Linked DNA regions of Sus scrofa: region 1 is linked to region 2. The links are chromatin contacts, called in public Hi-C maps. All regions are on one chromosome and are shown on one strand. The core of a region is the stretch at or near the end of the contact, and the rest is flanking DNA. Distances in the headings are between cores, read along the strand shown.

Region 1 (2,993 bases), core at 304-2,803, 230 kb after region 2:
TTTTTTATCGGAATGATGGAATTCTGTATTTGAACTTCACACTTGGTTTTTCTCCCTCTCTTAAGGCGAGTTAACAACTTAGCTCCCACAGAAGCAGTGCACACCCCGATCACTGCTGTGTGCACTTCATCTTGGGTGATCCTTACCTACTCCCTCAAAACAGATACAGTGTCCTTAACCCCCTTTCACAGGACAGGACAGTGAGGCTGGAGAGACAGACTTGGCCAAGGTCAAACATCTGACCAGCCCCCAAGTCAAGACTCACATCCAGGCCCCAAGTCAGGTTTCAGAGCTGTGGCATGTAACCAGTGGCTAGCATTCCTCTACAGTAGTTATTTTATTTATTTTTTATTTTTATTTTTTTTGTCTTTTTGCCTTTTCTGGGGCTGCTCCCGCGGCATATGGAGGTTCCCAGGCTGGGGGTCCGATTGGAGCTGTAGCCACCAGCCTACGCCAGAGCCACAGCAGCACAGGATCCCAGCCGCATCTGCCACCTACACCACAGCTCATGGCAACGCCGGATCCTTAACCCACTGAGCAAGGCCAGGAATCGGACCCACAACCTCATTGTTCCTAGTCGAGTTCGTTAGCCACTGAGCCACGTCGGGAACTCCAGACCTCAGTTTAAATCTCAAGTTCCCCTCCTGTTACTTAAGCTTGAGTAAATCACTTTACCTCTTTGATCTCGGTTTCCTTGTCTGCAAAATAAAATTAATAATACATACTTAATTGGATCGTAGTGAGGACTAAGCAGGATAACATATGAAAAACACTTAGTTTAGTTCCTGGAACGTAGGAGGCACTCAATAATTATGAAAACCAATTATGATAATTAGGCTGAAGACTTATCTGAGGCACCGTGAAACCTAGCTTTGAGTTGGGTTGATGGCATAAACTTACACAATGCAGGTGTGTATCACTGAGTACCCCTCAGCAGTGGGGCCCTTTGGAGCCTCCTAACCCCCTAGCCTTAGGAGACCCTAAATCTGATGTCATACTGTGCCCTAAAAAACACGCTGACCCAAAGAGAAAAATGAGGCAGCTGCAATCCGTGTTAGAGTAACTGCTCGCAGTAACTATGGGGAGCTCCCCAGGGCCCCAGGAGAAGGCGGCGCTGGCTTCAGAAATACGTAAATACCGTATTTTTTAAAAAAAAAAAAATTTATTTGAAAAGTAGGAAATGAACAGTGTGATTTTAACATATATTTAGAATATGTACAAAGCTAGAAAAAGTTAAACTACAGAAAAGAAGGCAGAGAGAGAAGTACGATATTTTGAAGGCTGTGCCATTCCTCCTCCGCGTCCCAGCCTCCAGCGGGGGTGTGGATCTTGACCCTCTAATTCAGGCTTCAGAACAGCCTCCCCCGACAGAGTGACTGGCAGGGCAAGAGCTCTGTGTGGGGTGCAGAGGGAGATAGGAAGCTCAGGTCACCCCGGATGACACGGCACGGAGATTCTTTTCTGCCCCCGCATGCACGTAGCGTCCTATGGTCTGTTCAGCCACCCGCTGGCAGCTCTGGCAGAAGCTCTGCATCACGTTTCCGAGGAGCACAGTGGCATCTAGTGGCCTGGTGCTCCACACCCCTGGGACAGCCTTCCTTTAGCTCCAGAAACCCAGTCCCTGTCCTAAATGTGTGGCTCTGTTTCTCTTTCTTCTTAAAGCAGGAGGAGGGAGCTTGGGGCTGGGCAGAGGCCAGAGAGAGGGAGAGAGTGGTTCAAAGAGGCTGAAGACACGTCATTGGCCCTGTCTGCTGGCTCCCATCGGGAATTTCACTGCAGTCGTTCTTCAGCTGCTTTTGTCAGACCCTCATCACTGTCTTTTTGCTGTCCCCTGGAAGTCCCACAGTGGCCCTAAAGTATCAGAACTTCTAAAGACCTGGGGACTTTAGAAGAAGCCTTGAAAAGTCATGTGATCTGGTTCCCTCCTGAGAGGCTGAAAGAACAGTCTTAAAATATTGAAGAAGCCGTACATGTTCATCAATCATTCTTTCAGCAAATATGCCTGGAATACTCTCTGTGTCATGGATGATTTCCAGTTACTGAGGGCAGAGGGCTGAAGAAGACATAAAACCCCCTACCCCAGAATATTTATTGTTTCCCCAGATGCAGTCCTTGGAATAATCATCCATTAGGTGCTCCTTAGAGAAAAGTTTCTGGGATCATTTAAGTTTAGAAAACACTGCTTAGTGGAGTTCCCATCGTGGCTCAGTGGTTAATGAATCTGACTAAGAACCATGAGGTTGCAGGTTTGATCCCTGGCCTCACTCAGTGGGTTAAGGATCCGGTGTTGCCATGAGCTGTGGTGTAGGTTGCAGATGCGGCTCGGATCCTGCGTTGCTGTGGCTGTGGTGTAGGCCGGCAGCTACAGCTCCGATTAGACCCCTAGCCTGGGAACCTCCATATGCCACCGGAGCGGCCCAAGAAATGGCAGAAAAGACAAAAAAAAAAAAAAGAAGAAGAAGAAAAGAAAGAAAACACTGCTTTGTATATTTTCCTTTAAGCATATCACATAAGCAACAGTGTATGACGGACTCTGACGTCTTAAAATAACTACCAAGTATTGGGGAAATAACTATTAAAAAATAATAAAATTATTGGGGAAATAACTATTAAAAACAATAAAAATAAAAGTATTGGGGAAATAACTACTAAAAAATAAGAATAATAAAAAATAAAAATAAAGAATTAAAGTAACTAAAGTTATTCAACTTGTTTAGCTCAGTATTATCCAAACATATCTGATCGTCTAAGGAATTCAGGTTCTGGGTGTACCTTTAGGCAATGTTGTCATACACGTGTTTTGTGCTCTTTGCTGTGTTTTAAGTATTTAGAAAGTACTTTTAAGCAGATAGGATGTCATGTCAAATGGTACATGTCCATGAAGAAAATAAAGCAGAGGCACAGGGAGGAAGGAGGGGAGAGGTACGTTTTCGAGAGTGAGGTCCAGGAAGTCCTCGCTGATGCAGAGACTTAAATAAAGGAAGGGAGTGAGC
Region 2 (2,700 bases), core at 23-2,522:
GTGACCTTTAGCCAAAGAATTTCCACCTGAGGCCAAAGGGAATGGCTTGAGGCCTAAATAAGAAGCTCCCCCTTCTCTAAGGACCTAGAAGACGTCAAGACAGAGGTTGGCTTAAGCGGGGCAGGTGGAAGTAGAATGGAAGGGCTAAAAAGATAGGGTCATGGGTCAAGTGAAAGAGCTGTCCTCAGGACTGGAAGGAAGTGACATATAAATACGGGGATGAAGTCGATCAGTGGGTTAAGCCTGTGCCGTAGGATTCGAGCAGCTCGAGGCTGGGTTCATCATCCCCATAACTGGAGCTCAGCTCCTTCCTGAGATTCACCTCCAACAATGGCAGAGTGATTGGTGGTGAACTTTGCAGATTCTTGGGATGCTGCAGGTCTTCCTGGGGACCAGGGGGTGGGAGGGAGGGGGACGTCTTCACGCGAGAGAGCAGAGTACGGGCCATGAGCTGAGTTTTGATTCTCAGAGAAAATCCTTTTCCTTCTTGCCTTTTCTTCCTACTAAACGGTAGGGACAGAATAATGAAGGAAAGCAGCAGCTTTTTTAAACTGGTAGATTTGGGGAGTTCCTGCTGTGGCTCAGCGGGTTAGGAACCCAGCGTAAGAACGTGCCCCTGAGGATTCGGGTTCGATCCCTGGCCTCGCTCAGTGGGTTAAGGATCCAGTGTTTTCACAAGCTCTGGCATAGGCCTCAGCTGCAGCTCCCATTCGGCCCCTAGCCTGGGAACTTCCTAATGACACAGGTGTGGCCATTAAAAAAAAAAAAAGAAAAGGAAAAAAACTGGTAGATTCAGAATGTGGACTGTTTTCTTAGCATTCCCTCATTTGCCATCTTCCCAGGCCTGCTCTAGAGGTCATACACTTTGCAGGGTGCTTGGGGATCGAGGGTCAAATCAGGAAAATGTTTAACCTTTGAATTTGGTGGGCTTTGGGAAGCCATTTCCCAAATTACCTCCAAAATGAGTTGGGGTAGGGTGCCTGGAAGAATGGAAGAAAGGAAACCTAATGTGGCCTTGAGGGGCTGGTGGAGGGAGCGCTGCCAGGACATTGAGGCATAGGTTCTCTTATAACTTGACATTCCCAGGCAGGGAAAAGAAGCAGAAAATTCTGTTAAAGACCTTCTCACAGACCTGAATTGTGACTAACTGGGGAGAGCTTTAGGCAGGGCCCAGGGTGGAAAATGCTTCATATTTTGCTAAAACACAGAAAAGAGAGAAGGGGGATTGATCATAATTGACGTTGTTGACAACTTCATAAAAGTGCCCAAACCGTACGCGCACCCACATCTGGGTGAACAAGTCCTATAAAGTGCTCCGAGGCTTTGCAGGGCACCACCCTCCTCGGGCCAGCCTGCTGCTAGGCTCCCCGTACGATGCTGGGCCCCCAGCTCCCATCTGCAGAGCTGGAGCAGGTGGCTGACCTGTGTCCAGGGCTCGTCCTGGAGTTCCACAGACCACAGACCTCAGAGGACCCTCCATGGAACGGTTCAGGCCTTTCGTGGTTCCCCAACAGATGTTTTTGTCTGTGCTGTAGCCTCTAAGGGAGAGAGCCCTGGCTCAACATAAGAAAAAGCTGTACAGGCTGGCGTGGGGAGAAGAGGAAGCTGGTGGTTAATTGTAATTCTAACGTTTGCAGGGAAGACAATATTTCTACCTTGCTGATCACATTTATGATTACTTGCTTTGAGGGGGAAAGGAGAGCTGAATAATTGCTAAAGTAAAGCTTTTATTTTATTTATTTATTTATTTATTTATTTTTTGTCTTTTTGCCATTTCCCAGACTAGGGGTTGAATAGGAGCCATAGCCACCAGCCTATGCCAGAGCCACGGCAACGCGGGATCCGACCCACACCACAGCTCATGGCAACGCCAGATCCTTAACCCACGGAGCAAGGCCAGGGACCGAACCCGCAACCTCATGGTTCCTAGTCGGATTCGTTAACCACTGTGCCACAACGGGAACTCCCTATTTTATTTTTTATTTTTATTTATTTATTTTTTGTCTTTTTTTTTTTTTTTTTTTTTTTGCTATATCTTTGGGCCGCTTCTGCGGCACATAGAGGTTCCCCGGCCAGGGGTCCAATAGGAGCTGTAGCCGCCGGCCTACACCAGAGCCACAGCAATGCGGGATCCGAGCCGCGTCTGCAACCTACACCACAGCTCACGGCAATGCCGGATCGTCAACCCACTGAGCAAGGGCAGGGACCGAATCCGCAACCTCATGGTTCCTAGTCAAATTCGTTAACCACTGCGCCACGACGGGAACTCCCTATTTTATTTTTTAAATGTTGGCTGCAACTATGAAAGTTCCCCGGCCAGGGATCGAACCCACCACGGCTGTAACCAGAACCACAGCAGTGACAACACTTGGATCCTTAACCCGCTGAGCCAGAGAACTCCTAACGTAAAGGCTTTAAAAGAAAATGACTTCATTGTCTTTAGCAAACATCCACAGGGACAAGTCTCTGTCCTCACCTGGGAGGCACTGAGAAAATGCTGAGGATAAGGGGGAAATTTGGAAGACTTGGGGACTTTGCTTTTTCTTATCTGGGTCAGCCATTGATCTTTGAGAAATGATCCACTATTGTTTAGTCATTAACTGATCATTTCAAAACTTCTGCTGCTGCAACTCCTGGAGCAGGGGTGCAAAACTTGAGTGGATGGAAGCCCAGTGACCCACATTCAAAATCAGTCTATGG

What was found. A called contact is a pair of places that touch in the nucleus more often than the background predicts.
Region 1: a contact with region 2 is called in a Hi-C map of omental adipose tissue, with 2.2 times the contacts expected there. The contact joins two enhancer-like sites. A contact is called at or near these places in 14 of 47 Hi-C or Micro-C datasets (alveolar macrophages, brain, embryonic fibroblasts and 9 more) and 1 of 2 datasets of contacts at active chromatin or transcription factors (skeletal muscle).

The regions. Positions count from the first base shown.
Region 1 is chr8:72,401,483-72,404,475 of Sscrofa11.1, forward strand. The region is part of intron 5 of SHROOM3 (protein Shroom3); the gene reads left to right. Among named protein-coding and RNA genes, the nearest start is that of SOWAHB, 140 kb to the right of the region's middle. Within about 2 kb of position 1,554, at least 9 of the 83 cell types and tissues checked have an H3K27ac peak or open chromatin away from gene starts, as enhancers often do. A contact at or near this core is called in omental adipose tissue, where this site is marked.
Region 2 is chr8:72,170,464-72,173,163 of Sscrofa11.1, forward strand. All of the region lies in intron 2 of SHROOM3 (protein Shroom3), which reads left to right. Among named protein-coding and RNA genes, the nearest start is that of SHROOM3, 74 kb to the left of the region's middle. Within about 2 kb of position 1,273, at least 10 of the 83 cell types and tissues checked have an H3K27ac peak or open chromatin away from gene starts, as enhancers often do. A contact at or near this core is called in omental adipose tissue, where this site is marked.